2 separate regions of the Columba livia genome follow, and region 2 is linked to region 1. The links are chromatin contacts, called in public Hi-C maps. All regions are on one chromosome and are shown on one strand. Each heading gives the region's core, a stretch centred on a gene start, on an enhancer-like site or on the middle of the called end of the contact. The rest is flanking DNA. Distances are from core to core; before and after follow the strand shown. Region 1 overlaps GARRE1 (granule associated Rac and RHOG effector 1). Region 2 holds the start of GPI (glucose-6-phosphate isomerase).

Evidence for each region. A called contact is a pair of places that touch in the nucleus more often than the background predicts.
Region 2: a contact with region 1 is called in a Hi-C map of liver, with 4 times the contacts expected there. The contact joins the promoter of GPI here to the enhancer-like site in region 1. A contact is called at or near these places in 2 of 2 Hi-C or Micro-C datasets (crop and liver).

Annotation. Positions count from the first base shown.
Region 1 is chr13:16,390,332-16,397,621 of bColLiv1.pat.W.v2, reverse strand. It overlaps GARRE1 (granule associated Rac and RHOG effector 1), which reads left to right. Exons shown (of 14, transcript XM_065028424.1): 8 at 897-994; 9 at 2,466-2,591; 10 at 3,097-4,085; 11 at 7,287-7,290. Among named protein-coding and RNA genes, the nearest start is that of SS18L2, 13 kb to the right of the region's middle. Within about 2 kb of position 1,286, at least 1 of the 3 cell types and tissues checked has an H3K27ac peak away from gene starts, as active enhancers do.
Region 2 is chr13:16,461,211-16,468,663 of bColLiv1.pat.W.v2, reverse strand. It overlaps GPI (glucose-6-phosphate isomerase), which reads right to left and starts at 3,788. Exons shown (of 18, transcript XM_065028451.1): 1 at 3,483-3,788. The coding sequence starts at 3,601.

The DNA of each region.
Region 1 (7,290 bases), core at 37-2,536:
TCACTGAAGCAGGAACTGCTGACTGCTGCCAAAAAGCTGCTGGTTCAGCATGACCAAAATAGGAAATTATGGAAATGATCAAAAAGGCCAACCCATGCAGACTGGACAACAACAGAAAGCACGAACCAAATATGGAACTTACTATCACTGGTATTAAATTTTGAATGAAGCTAAAGCGAATCCATCCCTCCTCAATTCCATAAAAAGAAAGGTTCATGATAGAAGGTTAATTTTTAAGACTTTAGTCTTCCCATATATCTTCATGGTGTCTTACAGAAGGCTCAGAATTCAACAAATTGAACAGTCGCTATTCTTCTCTTTATATAATAGGGAACGAATAATAGTACAGTTCCATTAGGTAGAATAGAGAAATGTTGTGTGGGATTTTATAACCTTAAAAGGAGGGGGGTGTGTATTAAGAATTGTGAGCTATGCGAAGAGTTTTAGACTAAATACTACTTAATTATATCATACCATGCACTGCAGTTAAATTATTTAAAACATTTGATAAATAGGTGTTTGGGAGCTAATAAAGTAGCAATAGTGCCAAACCTCTCAAATGTTAAGGGCTGTTATAAGAAGCCATTGATAACTACCAGCTGTTAGGTAAAGCAGTTGGTACCTACATAGCGATGCATAGCTCCAGTAAGTAGCTGAGAAGAATTAAGTCCTTGAAGTATAAGTCACTGTATCAAACTATTTATTTTTTTTTTAAGATATTAAAATAGAAATCAACTTTATAATAATTTTGTGAGTTCACTTGTTTTATCTGGTTATTTTTTGCACCTGCAGCTTGGCGGAGAGGTGGGACTCTTGCAATGTAACTACAGGACTGACAAAATAACTAGAACTAATACTTAAAATAATTTCCCTTTCATTTTCATTTTATTTGCTAGGTGGTTGTGGACACAGCACAGATTGAAAATAAAGAAGCCTATGCTCCTCAGATAAGTTTAGAAGGATCCAGAATTGTGGTGCAAGTTCCATCAACTTGGTAAATAAATACACTGTATTGGAGATTATACTAATAGTTATGACTGGAATATATAGGGGGAAAATATTGCAGTACAAATGAAAGAGAGAATCTGCACAATTATGGCATATCTTCCTTAAGTTCCGTGGTGTGGAACTGTTGGAATGCCATTGTTCCTGACAGGCGTACTTGGCTGTGTGTGTCCTGGTGCTGCCTCTGGTGGAGGCAATGCGGGACAGGCAGTGCTGCGCCACTAAAACCAACTTTAAAGAAAGAGTAAAAGCTTGACGACAAAAGAGAAGTTGTGTGGGGTTTGTTTTGAAATCCAACAGGATTTGTGTTGCTCCTCCCTGGCGGGTCCTCACAGCTGTTATCTCAGGAAGGCCAGGAATTAGATCGAGATTAGTACGAGAGCTGTTCTTTAGGCGCTGCCTTAAACTGCAGAACTCTGGTCTGAGATGCTATTCCTACCAGTTTAGTTGACTGCCTAGGGAAGAATGTTAGGATTAACCTGCACTTTTAGGTGAGGATTTCTTCCCTTTTGAAACAATGATGTGGAATTGGAACACTGCCTTTCTCCCTCACTTTGGACTACTCATTGCTACAAATTCCAGTACAACACAGCTCATTCATCTGATCCCTCAGTGAGATACCCTGTCACTAATGGTACCAGTGCTGTGTCCAGAAGTACGAGTCCACACATACAGTCTGCTTACCCCAATACAGCTTTCATTCCTCTACAGAGTGTGAACCAGCACTTCTCTGTTCCCTTTCCGTAAATTGCTCTATTATGAAAGAACTAAAGGAAGGCAGAGTGCTTTGAGCCAGGCTCTGTGTGCTCTGGAAGAGCTCCTCCTGCTGCCACGCCGCGACAGTGCCTCTTCACTCGCCGCTGCGGGATGGGCTCATTAAGTACTTAAATATGTGCTAATATTTAGGTTTCAGTTATTCTGCTTTCACCTCAAATTCAGCCCTGATTTTGCGCCATTAATGAGGAAAACTCACTAATCCTGCATCTTCACAGCTCAGTAAAATCTCCGCAGACTGCTGGATATGCTGAACCATTTTCCATGTGCAGTCTGTCAGGCTGGGGTCAGAGAAAACGCTGGTGTTTGTCGGGTTTGTTGAGGGCTCTTGCTGTTTTCCAGAAATGGGCTTCATGCATTTCCTATTTCATTTCTCTGTGCCTGTTTTATGCCTGCTCAGCTAAAGAGCTAATTGTTAATCATGATTTTAAAATACATTATATAAGTCCTAATTTTACAGTTTAGATAAGCTGTACATTCAACAGTAGAAAGAAACTGGGGCTGCAGGTGTAGTCTTTAGGAACCCTCAGGCATTTGTACATTGTACTGCCTTGATTAGTTGCACCTCTGTAGGAGCAGAAACAGTGCAGCAATTGGCCTTTTCTTATCTGACTAGTATGGTAAAATTGTTTAATGTAAAAAATATATATGTATATATTTTTTTAAGTTAAAATTCATAATTACAGGTGTCTGAAGGAAGATCCAGCAACAATGTCTTTGCTACAGAGGAGTCTGGATCCTGAGAAGACTTTGGGATTAGTAGATGTGCTCTATACCGCCGTGTTTGACATACACAGGTGGAAGGAAGGAAGGTACATCTCCTATTGAGCCTCATGCCCTACTTTCCTAGGTTAAACAAAGCCATCGTTGTTGAAAGGTCTGTATTGAGGAATTTGATAGTACCAGTTCCTCAGCAGGGGAAAACAGTAGGCAAACTGCGAACAAGAAATTGGTCATCTACATCGGTACCTTGTGGGGACATATAGAGATACAGCAGTCTTTTTAAAAACAAACCAGAAGCTTATCCAAGTGTACAAAAGTATTTGTTTCTCTCTTACAAAAATATTTGATGTATATTAAATTGGTCTCCATTTAGGTCTTGAAGCACAACTAAAATTTCTTATGGAACGGGAAGTAGTTAATGCTATTGCAAATACTAGTAATAATTTGCATTGTTACCATAAGAAGTAGCTGGTGAAGTTTGCAATCTTTGGTTCTGTTTTGTCTGCTACCTATTACCCAAATACACATTCTCCTCCGAAGTGCAGCCTCAGTTATGTATTATGTGGTTTGATATACGTGTTTTTGTTGATGCAGGGAGCAAGCTTTGCCTTGTATTCAGATCCAGTTACAGCGTGAAATCTCAGACTTTGGGAATCAAGTTGACATGCCATCTGGAAATGGAAGCAAATCTTCGGGTGGTCTGCAAAAAACGTTCTCAAAACTGACTTCAAGGTTTACAAAAAAAACTTCCTGTACCAGTACAAGTAATACTGGAAGTTATTCAATCCCCAATACACCTTCCAAAAATGTCTTCATAAGTTCCAACTCAGAGGAGAAAGCTAAAATGCCCACTAACATAGATGCACGGTTACAAAGCATTTTGAACATTGGCAGTTTTCCTAGGACCACAGATCCACTGCAGTCAATTCAGAGCACAAATAATCAGCTGGTGAATGGATTTCTAGTTGAAAGATGGGACAACTTCTTCAAACCAGATGATGGCAAGGACGACAAAGGTATGAATTTGCCAACTGACCAAGAAATGCAGGATGTTATAGATTTCTTGTCTGGTTTTAACATGGGCAAATCCCAGCAGACTTCTCCAATGGTGAAAAGAAGGAACTCTGTTGCATCCTCTACAGCAGCAGAACAAAAATCAGGAACAGTACAACAGCAGCCGCAGTCTGTGTCTCACACCCCACTGCATCCTTCTCAGCAAGGCTTGTCACAGCAACAACAGTCACAAAAGCAGCAGCAGCAAGTGCAGTATTACCAGCACTTGCTTCAACCTATTGGACCACAGCAACGCGTACCTGCCAAGTGGCTGACTAATTCTTCGCAGCAGCCAGCCCAAGCTGTTGGAGCTGGATTGTCTCATATAAACCAGTGGAACAATCCTGGTTTTTCAGATTTAAGCTCTGATTTGTACAGCTTGGGTCTCGTGAGCAGCTATATGGACAATATGATGTCAGAGATGTTGGGACAGAAACCACAAGGACCTAGAAACAACACATGGCCAAATCGTGACCAAACTGATGGAGTGTTTGGGATGTTGGGAGAAATCCTGCCTTTTGACCCTGCAGGTGTGTATCTTTTCCTTTATTATGTTTTTCCTAAGGGTCCTCTTGCAAAGAATACTGTTAAATATTGCTAGCAATAACACTCATTTCCTAGTGCTGTCTACCAGATGCTGGGGTGCTTACAAAGGCAAACAGGTATTTATATGTATGCTTCTTTTTAACAGAAGGTGAACTGAAGTATAAGCAACTTTCATTAATAAATGAGAATGCGAACAAATTCCTTGTTTCTTGTCCCAGTTGTTGGAGGTCTGATATGGACCACATCAAAATACTAAACCAGATACTTGGAGATGAGGTTGCTCCTCTTGTTAATTCGTAAAATTGTTTAAAACCATCATTAAGTCCTGAACTTAAGTAATTTACCTCTCCCCAAAATGATCTTTCCTGCTCTTTACCAGTCTTGGAGTCTGGAGATACAGGCAGATTGCACCTTTCCCTGTCCCTGCATTTCCCCTCCGTTACTGTGCTGTTCCATGGGAGTTGTACTGGTTCCTGTTGTACAGCTGTGACTGCAGTGAAAAGCTTGGATGCTGAAGGATTAGAGACTAAAGAGCAAGAGCTGTGTGGTTTGCCCGATGTGTTTGAACCACCGATAAACTGTAAATGTAGAAGGATTTTTGTCGAAGATGAAGCAAGATAAAATTTTATAGCCATAAGCAAATAGCTAAACACTATGAAATTGATTGTAGTCTCTAATGAATTCTTCTGATGGTAGTACTAAGAACAACTTACAAATTTATTCTGTCGTAATTATAATTTCTGTTGGCCTGTAACATAGCTACAGAAACTTTGTAGTATTCGGTTTTGAGAAGTGCCTGGAGGCTGGCAGCACCAGAACAGGAAAAGCTTTTATCAAAGCAGGAATCCTTTCCCCACGCTCGTTTGCCTGCACATGGGTTAGGACTGTGGGGGCGGCTCACAAACCAGCTCATTTGACTCATCATTTTATAGTTACTTTGTCAACTTAGTTGATAAATTAGTGGAGTTTATAAGGCAAAAATAGGCATCATAGGTATGTTATCAAAAGCTTCTCAACAATTTTAAGTCTGACTTATTTAAACATACTTCTCTTATATACTTAAGGATTATCACAACATTTAAAGAAAATTATTTTCACCAAGCACAAATACATGCATGTATAGGGGGAAAAAATGCATGTATAGAAACAACTGGCATTTTTAGCATTTTGAATCCATTATATTTCTGTAGTATTTGCCTTTCAATCTAAAGAAAGCGACATGTTTTGTTCCATTTGATGTGATGAACGTCATGGACTTTGAAAGCGATACTCTGAAAAGGAGACTCATTCAAGTTGATAATTGGTGCTCTGTGGATTAAGATACATGTTTCTACAGTTGAAGTGATGAGTAAACTGTATTTTCCACAGAGCTGATGTTTAAAAAACCAACCAAACACCCAAAAAAACCCCTTCCAGTCCAATAGATTTTTCCATTGGAAAAACAACTGTTCTGCCTGTAACTTGCCAGGGTGAGCTGCGATGTAGGAATTTTCAATTCAAGCTCTATTTAGTGTAGTACAGAAAGCTTCAAAACGTGAAAGGCTTTTTCATTTCCAAAATTTCTTAGGACTTTGTACATTTGTCATTTGAAACAAATGGCATTACTTTTTTGATAAACATTTTTAGAGCCTGAAAGCGATGTATCTTTTCAGATGCAAATGTGCTGATTAAGATTTTATAAAATTGATGGCTTTTCATGTCAAAGGCTTAAATAGCTACCAAAGATGTATTTTGCAGTACTTGTATCATGTGTAGGAACTTGGTAAAGGAATGTTGTAGTAAGAACTAGCAGAAGGAATATTGATAACTCCAGGTATTTTGAATTATTTTCACAGATGCGAAAGAATGAAGTTGAAAATGCATCTGATAAAAAGCTGTTTATCTGTTATGTTTTCATTGAGGGGAAAAAATCAACACAAGTTGCTACTTTGGATGTAACAGTAATTTAACACTCAATGCCACCCGCAGGAAAAAAACCTGCAATGCCTTTAGAATGTGTCTAGAATCTGTCCTTGGATGTGAAGGTCTGTCTGGCTTCCACCCGCATCTTCAATTGACATAAAGATACTTCTCAAAAAGAAAAAGTATTAGTGGGAACGTTTTGTTTCTGCACAGCTGTAAGATAGCTCTGTCCCCTGCTTATATAATAATGAATGTATGGAAGTAAACTTATTTTCTTCATTATCATTTTCATTTGCATCCAACAAAGCACTGTGGAGCTCTTATTTTCTGAGTGTGCCAAATGGAAATGAGGAAACTTTTCTTGTAAATGCTGCATTGAATGTAGGGAAGGCATGAGATGAAAGACTCTCTTCTGAGCTGTGCATGCTTGGTGGATGCTGTTCAGTCTTCACTCTTAATTAAAAGCCGAGACCAGCAAGCCACTACCTCTGTACTTCCTGCTGCAATTGCTGTGCATGTAGTCTAAACCTTTTCCATATATCCTGTCAGATTGCCAAGTTTTCCCTCAGCTGGCCATTTAAAACACTTCTGGATTAAGGCTTTTGCTGCATCTGTTTAAGATTAGGCTTATCATTTGCCAGATGCCCGAGACACATAAAGCACTTTAAGAATGGAAGATTTATTAGTAATTAATGCTTTCTTCTGTACATATCTTCTGAAATATTCTGAACTATTTTGCAGGTCAGGATCAGAATGTTCTCAAAATTGTTGTCTAGGCTTTGTAGGAGGTAGGCAGTTTCTGGGTGGTTATGTTCTATTATGATCAATCTGAGATACAGATTTCTTGAAGTAAGCAGGGTCACAACATAGCTGGAAATCATGTTGCAATCTGGAATCAACTATAATAATAGAGACATTCCTTTTCTCTGATGTTGGTAGATGTACAGGCTTTAATTTTGTCAGTGTCTTCTCATGGGATGTGAACCTTTCAGTGTATAGATATGATTATAGTGACAAATACTGTTTCCCTGACGGAATGAATGCAAGGGGCAGGTGTCAGAACTGTTATCCACCCTGGATGGATGGTGCTTATCTACTTTTTAAAAACACTTCCCATTCAGTGTTCTTTACTGCTCCAATAAGAGTTATCAACAACTGTCTGGCATTTATTATCAGTGAGGGAATTTTCTTTTGTGGTCAAGCCGAAAGGATTAAATGAGGGGGAAAACTGCAACAGAAATAGCTGAATGTCAGCAACTGACTTATTGGTTTCTTTTATTCAGTTGG
Region 2 (7,453 bases), core at 2,539-5,038, 69 kb before region 1:
AAATCCAGCAAGTCTTTCTATTTGAGATTTGATGCAATTTATTTACAGTCAGGTCTCAGATTTGAACATATTTTACTAATGATACAAGGCCATTAGTATACTAATACTTCTTCAGATTAGAGGAGAACTCCAAAAATTCTCATACTACAGATTAATACAGAAAGACAGTCTTTCCCAGTGTTCTACCCCACGAACATGAAATTCTTACAATCTTTTCTTTGTGTTTACCTGACATATGACTCGCTTATAAAATCCATTGTTATTTTACTTATATGAATAAAAATCAATCTCACTAGATCTAGAAGACAAGGTATCCTGTGAAATTCTGGCTGGATTCAAATCACTACTCACTTGAAGAAAGTGAAGAAAGATGGCATCCCAATTTATTTCATGCAAAACAAGCAAGCAATAGCTACCAGGTCTAACTTCCCCACACACCAGGTGTAACACGCAGCATGCAATGTAGCTTCATCTTAAATCCTTACACCAAGAGATCCACCTTTTATTTAAACAGAATCCCAAAACCCTGCAGCTCAGTTGTGTTCAGCCACAACACCCATTCTGCAATGCAGCAGCTAACTGTAGCACTACCCAGGTGGAACGAGAGGCTTGTCACAGAAGCCACATCCACATCTAAGTGACACAGTCCTTAATCAGAAGGTCACCTGCAGCATCTCCAAATGATTTTATCTCCCATCTAAACATAAACTGAATGAGCGACCCCTAAATGAATTATTACACACAGATTCCCCGGTGGTATGTTTAGATAGAGGACTCATTTTGATCCTTCATAACGGACAAGCCAATTAGCAGGAGGGTAATACTGGTACTTTATATCCTGCACTAGCCATTTGAATCAAGAGTACCTTAATCGGCATCCAGGTATCCATTATCCGCTGAGTTTTATGATAGCTGCATCATATCAGTTCTATCCCCTTCAAAACTGGTAGAGTTTTCCTAGTAAAAAAGCCACTGCTCCTACCAGACCTTACATTTGTGTGGCAAAGACAGACCAAGGTGTACCCCACAGGTCTAACGACATTCCCAATCTGGAAAACAGCATATACAAATTCTGAGGAAGAAAAAAGGGACAAAAAGAAGGATCTTCTACCTATGTTCTGTAGGACATAGAGAGTATAAGGTTCTTATAAGAACATGAAAAAGATACTTGTGCTCAGAAACAAAATATTCAGACTAAAAATTATTCACACCAGTCTAGAATTTCTCCAGAACCAGTATCAGAAAGCACTTTTACATGGGCACAGGTTTCCCTTTTCCTTCTAAAGGAAGAGAGATAGTCAATGATTTTATGATAATACTCAGCAGAACTAACTGAAGTGCATTCATAATGATTAATTCCACATGAGGAGCGAGGTGCAGGCTACAGAGAGGATCTTGTAGCCAAACTTCCAGACTGCCTAGGCCTTCAACAGATGTTAACTATTAATACCACCACCCTGCTGATCTGGCTCATAAAGTGGCTATCAGCAAGAAGCGCAGAAGCAGATCTGTCAGACTAACCCATGCTGACAATTCTGCAATCATATTTTGCTATGAGAAAGTTCTCCTGGTGGTCCATAATGCAAAGGTTTATTAGGAAACAGGCCTGAAATAATGAAAGGATTAAGGTAGATAAGTAAACTTAAACCACTTCAACTGTTTTATGGGCAGCACAAAAGGACATTAAGCTGGAGAGCTATTTGAAACAACCTTGGCAAAGAATTTCACACACAAAAAAATCAGATAAAGCCATTCTAGGAGACACACTGGTCACTTTCAGCATGGAGAAAACATTTGAGAGATGAGTATGTGTGCCTGAAACAAGAGCTGTCAAGTATCTTAGCTTTGAGTAACTGTACATAGTGACAGTGTAGCGCTCAAAAATGACTAAGCATACTACACAGTCACAAAAGCAATTATACACTGACTAGTTGAGATTGAGAGCATATTTGATGGTTAAAGTAACTTTAATATTAAAATGACAGCCAATGAGACTAAGACACAGTGCTACCCCAATAAGAGTACTTCCTTAAGCCACTGAGGAAGGAACCTTCTAAGAAACCTCTTGATTATACCTTTTGGTTATACCAAATTCAGTCTCTTGGGAAATACTGGAGATATGGAAAACCTGAAAACAGAACTAACTCTATGAGAGAAGAACTAGATTTGTGTAAGATAGTATTAATGAAGTTCTTTAACAGTAGAAAAAGTCCTATTAGAAGAGCCAGATGAAGTCAATACTCAAAAAATTTAGCATATCTTCCCTATCAATGCAAGTGACATTTTAACTCTTGTATAATGGTATGCAAGACTTCATATGTGATATTTAATTATAATTTAAGAAATATCTAACAAGAAAAGTCACTTCACCTAGGACACTAATGAAAAGCTTGATGCATGCAATAAGTTTTATCTCAACACTCCAGAACAGAAGCTCGTTGTATCTGTATTGCCCAGGGTCACTTTAAAACTCCAGTCAGGAATGCACCTACATAGTATTAGACCTTCCAGATTGCTGGTGTAGTCCAACAACGTAACTACACACACACGACTTCTTAGCAGAGTTTCCAGTGTACAGAAAACATCAGTGCTGCTTTACAGGATGAAACCACTGAACGTTATCATGCCGCTCCCACATCTTGCTTCCTCCTCTAGCAGAGTATGTTGCAATGCATTCCTGTACCGTGGATAGCATGCGGCAAGGGAGGGCTAAACCTGCTGAACATCCTCCCGCTCCCCGTTTCAGGGCAGGGGAGGCACCGCCAGACCCCTGACAGGCGGGGGCACATGGATGGGCGGCTCGGCGGGATCCCATCACGGAGCTTATCATGACTAAGCACACGGGTGCGAAAGACGGAGGAGCGGAGGACCCACAATGCCGCTGTGCGAGCCGCAGCCGGCGCTGTGCTCGCCGGCACGTACCCTGCTGCAAGGATGAGTCAAGGACAAGTGCGCACGGCCGCCTCCTCGGGGCACCGAGGAGCGCCCCCCGCTCCCTCCTGCCCCCGCGCCGCGGCGGGGCTGCCGGCGGGGCGCTGCAGGCCCGGGACACGCGTGCCCGACCTGCCATCGGCCTCCGCGGCTCCAGCCGGCGGCACCCGCCCCGCCCTGGCCCCCCGCCCGCCTCCCGAGCAGCCGCGTGCGTGTGTGCGCGGTGTGGCCGGGCCCCGCTCCCTCCCCGGGACCGCACGGGCGGGAGGAAGCGGAGCCCCACGGGACACACGGCCCCTGCCAAGCTCCGCCGTGAAGGTTCATCCCTCCGCCCGCGGCGCGGCCCCGGCTCTCCGGCAGCGCCCACCTGCGGGCGGGAAGGAAGGAGAGCGGGAGCCAGCCCCACACCGCCCCGGGCCTCGCACGCGGAAGCGCCCGTCGTGCCGGCAGCCCCAGGGCCCGGCGGGCCGCGGCGGGCGGTGGGGAGCGCAGGAGCGGCTGCCGGCCCGCTCAGCCGCGGGGGAAGGCGGGCGGGGGCCGCCCAGCCTCACCTGAACTTCTGGAAGCGATCCTTGTCGGCCTCGAACAGCTGCCGCAGGACGAGCTTGGGGGAGTTGGCCTTGTGCCACTCCACCAGCTTCTTGAAATGGGGGTCGCTGGAGAGCGCCATGTTAGCGGCTAAGAGAGGGATGAAGCACACACTGGCTGGCGCACAGAAGCAACCACGGCGAGCAGAGCTCTCCCCTCCGCCCCCGCTGTTATAGCGGCGAGCTCGGCCTCCTTGCTGCCGGCCCCGCCCTGGCCTCGGCCCCCTCCCCTTTGCGGGCCGCCCCGCCGGGCGCTGGGGTTCCCTCCCTGCCGTGCCAGAGGGGAGGGACGAGCGCTCCGCCCGCCTGCGGGTCTGTGTGAGGTGGCGGCGGTGGCTGCGGGGCGGGGGGTGTCTGCCCGCCGCGGCCGGGCGAGAAACGCCAGTGGCGCCGGCGGAGGGGTCGCTGCCCCTCGGGTTATGAAATGGGGAAGCGCGGTCTCCTGCGCACGGCGGCGGGCTCGAGGGAGCCGCGGGCGCTGCGGTTCCGCGGACCTGCCTTGCTGGCCGCCCTGCTCACCCGCCTGCCTGCGGGCAGCCGCCGCGGTGCGTGGGGAGGTGACCAGCTTAAAAATAATGTCCCTTCCCGGGGTTATTTTTAACCTGGGTCAGCCCCACGGCCTGCTCCTGCGTGGCACAGCCCAGCCGAGCGGTGCGAACGGCCGGGAAGCTGGTTAGGGCAGCACCGCTGCTCTGCAGCCGCAGCACCAGGCGGCGGGGCAGGGATGTGGCTCTGCAGCCCCGCCTGGCATCACCTGCGCTGGACCGCTGACCCCCCCAAACGGTGCGCACCCCTTTCGCCAGCATCATCTACCCTCTGCTTCAGCCGAACCCTGCGCGACGTGCCGGCTGCTCCGCAAACCTTGCCCCCCCGGCCGTTACATAAGGCTCACAGCCGGGCTGGAGCTGGCGCTGCCGGTCGCTGCCCGGCCAGGGCACGCTGGGGCAGGCCTGTGAGCAGCTGAACCCTGCTTTGCGGGCAAAAAAGGCTGTTCTGGGCATACAGCAGAATGTTGCTTAAACATGGGCATGTTAAAGAGATTGCACTCTGCGGCTTAGGTGAATAAATCCCAGTGAAGTCATATTTTAAGCACCTAAGCCCCTTTCTGGATCTGGGCCTAAATCAGAGTCACAGAGCGTGAACTTGGCTCAGATAATTAAAATCACAGCCCAAGTCTTAAGCAGTAGAATCAGCATTTTTTCTTTGCTGCAAAACAAAAAACATTATTAATCGACTCTCAATTATATAAAATGTGTACCTCTGGTATAGTGATAATAAATTGTCTAAAAAGGTCCTTCCTTACCTCACACTTGTTTTTTTCCTAAGGTTTGGTTTTTCAGACCTAAAATAACTGTTTAATAGGCCAAAGTCTTTTCTTCTGCCAAATAAATTTTCATCACTTTATACATGGTGGTTTTGTTTTGTTTTTAACATTTTTGGAGGCCACTCTGATCCTTGCCCATCATAGGTTTGGGCAATTTCTCAAAGGCAAAACTGCTTCACGCTGTCTAAGTCTACCTGGCCGTCCATCAGTGTGTGTGCTTCCCTGCATACCATCATGTAAGGAAGGAAAATGAAACTACAAGGAACAACTGGACAATGGAATTTGACAAGGAAGCACACAAGGGTCCAGGAAGTCTTTAAGAAGGCACTCAGGTGCACACCACCATGTGGACTTCATACATTTTCCTTCCTTTTCAAGGCCTTTAGGATAAATCCCTCACAAATCCTAGACTCCTGTTCATAGTCAGTTTCAGCACAGCTCTCTTCAATTTTTCTTCTCCTTCCCTGTCTTTTTTATCATGGTCCTTGCACTGCTTGAGTTGTCTCCAAATCCTTAAGATCTTAAACCTTGAAGATCTTCAAGTCTATCCGACCCAAACCCAAAGCAGGATTTTGTTGGCTTCACATCCCAAATCTACAATCATTCTACTCATACTTAATTGTATTTGTGCAAGAACATATAGGCTCAGGTAGTCAATAATATAATCAATGATGTATTAATTCTAGTTCACAGTACGAACAAAATGTGACTGTAACATCACTGTCTTACTAACAATTCCGCTTTCTGAAATGCTAACTAATGTGCTTGCTGCTTATATAACATACATTCCATTTACTTTCTTTTGTAATAGTTTATTCTAAGATTTTGAGATGTTCTCTCTCATTTCGTTAACCCTGAAGTTTATAAATGGTCTGCCATTCCTATTTTATTTTCTTAGAACTCCTCCTTTCTTACTTATTCTCTTCTTTCCCTGGGGTATGGGGTATACACACCTCAGAGAGTTCTAGAGTTCAAACTACTCCTGCAGCAGACTATGCAAATTTTATGACATATGAGAAATATATCAAGGGCGAGGTCCTAATTCAAATCTTTAAAGACCACAGGATAAGGTTTGTGGCTGTTCCAGGAGACGGTTGTCTCTCCGTAAGCTGTGCCAACAGCTGAGCACTACAGGGACAGTAAGGCCTTGTCTGCACTGAAAAGACCAACTGATTTCATTGTAGAGGGTGGAAGAAGATTTGGACCTGGGAGGTTCAGCAGCTGAGACAGCTGTTTCTCTGACAGCTGATAGCTGTCATACCCATGTCCCTCAAGATTAATTCTGAGGCAGCTCTAATGTAGATGGAAGCAATAATGTAGAGTCAAGGCAAAACCTTAAACTAACGGCAGACGGATAGTGTGAGCACAGTGGTGCTGTGCTTCAGCCCTTGCAAAATAACCGGCTGAAACACATTCCCATTCCAAAAAGGCCAAAGGCTATCATAGCGAGGGACGACACCCCTTGGCGCTGAGAAAGGGCATTTTAGTAAAGGATATTCTGTAATTGATGGAGATCAATTTTGTGACCGTTAGGGTACAATGGTGGATTTACCATTTTACAAATGCCAGCCTCTATTAACAACAGCTGCACAATGACCTACTTATGAAAAGACAAGTGAAAATTCCATTTTGGAAGACAGCTGCATAGAAATTAATATTTCCAAATGAATGTGGAGAGCCTAAATACTACTGCCTCGGGCTCTTATGCCAGAAAGGTTAAGTGGCACGTTTAACAGATAATCTGTATGATTAATTTATCAGAAAGAACTAAGTGGCTAATTTCCCCTAATTGAAATTTTTCTGGCATGATAAAAAACTTTCATATATAATTCCACTTCCATTTAAATCCATTGTACTAACTAATTTTATTATATGAAAGCAAACAAAACTACAGCCTTGGATCCTGCTTTCATTTTCCACTAACGAACAAAAATACTTGAGGGGCTGCAGAGAAAGTAAAATAGATCCTTGTGAGGACTGATAATAAGAAATGGGAGCAGAATTTCAAATCCAGTCCCAGGTTTCAAATACAAAAAAAAGGAGCCAGATGTGCAGAGTGCTTCACAGCCATCAACATTTGGTTTTAGCTGTGGGAGAAACCTGAATGGACACTCACTACATTGCACTGGGTGGAACAGGGCTCAATCAGATCAGCAAAGATACGTACTTTTTATGAGATTAGAGCAGACTTCAGGAAAAAAGCAGACAGCAAGGTCAGGACTGAATGTGTCAATGTACTAATTCTGAAATATTTGAGCTGATCACCTATACCTACATTTTAAAGTATTTGTAGTAAATTTAAGTGCCTTAAATTTTAAGGAAGGGATGGCTTGCAAGGAGAGGTAATCTTTTTACTCAGGCTGTGATGGTCAGACCCGAGCTCTTCTTCAGATCTGTCACAGAGAGTGAACTTCATGCTAATGACATACCGGAAAAAATTGCTCTGAATTTAACTTTGCTAGGTAAATCAGTTAAACAATTTGAGAGGGGAAAAAAGGGTACCTGGCATCTGCAACAGTGGAGGAAGCTTGCAAGGGGGGAAGCAATATGGTCTAACACAGAACAGAGAACAGCAGTTACCCATTTCCTTTGGGCCATGAGACGGTGTGTG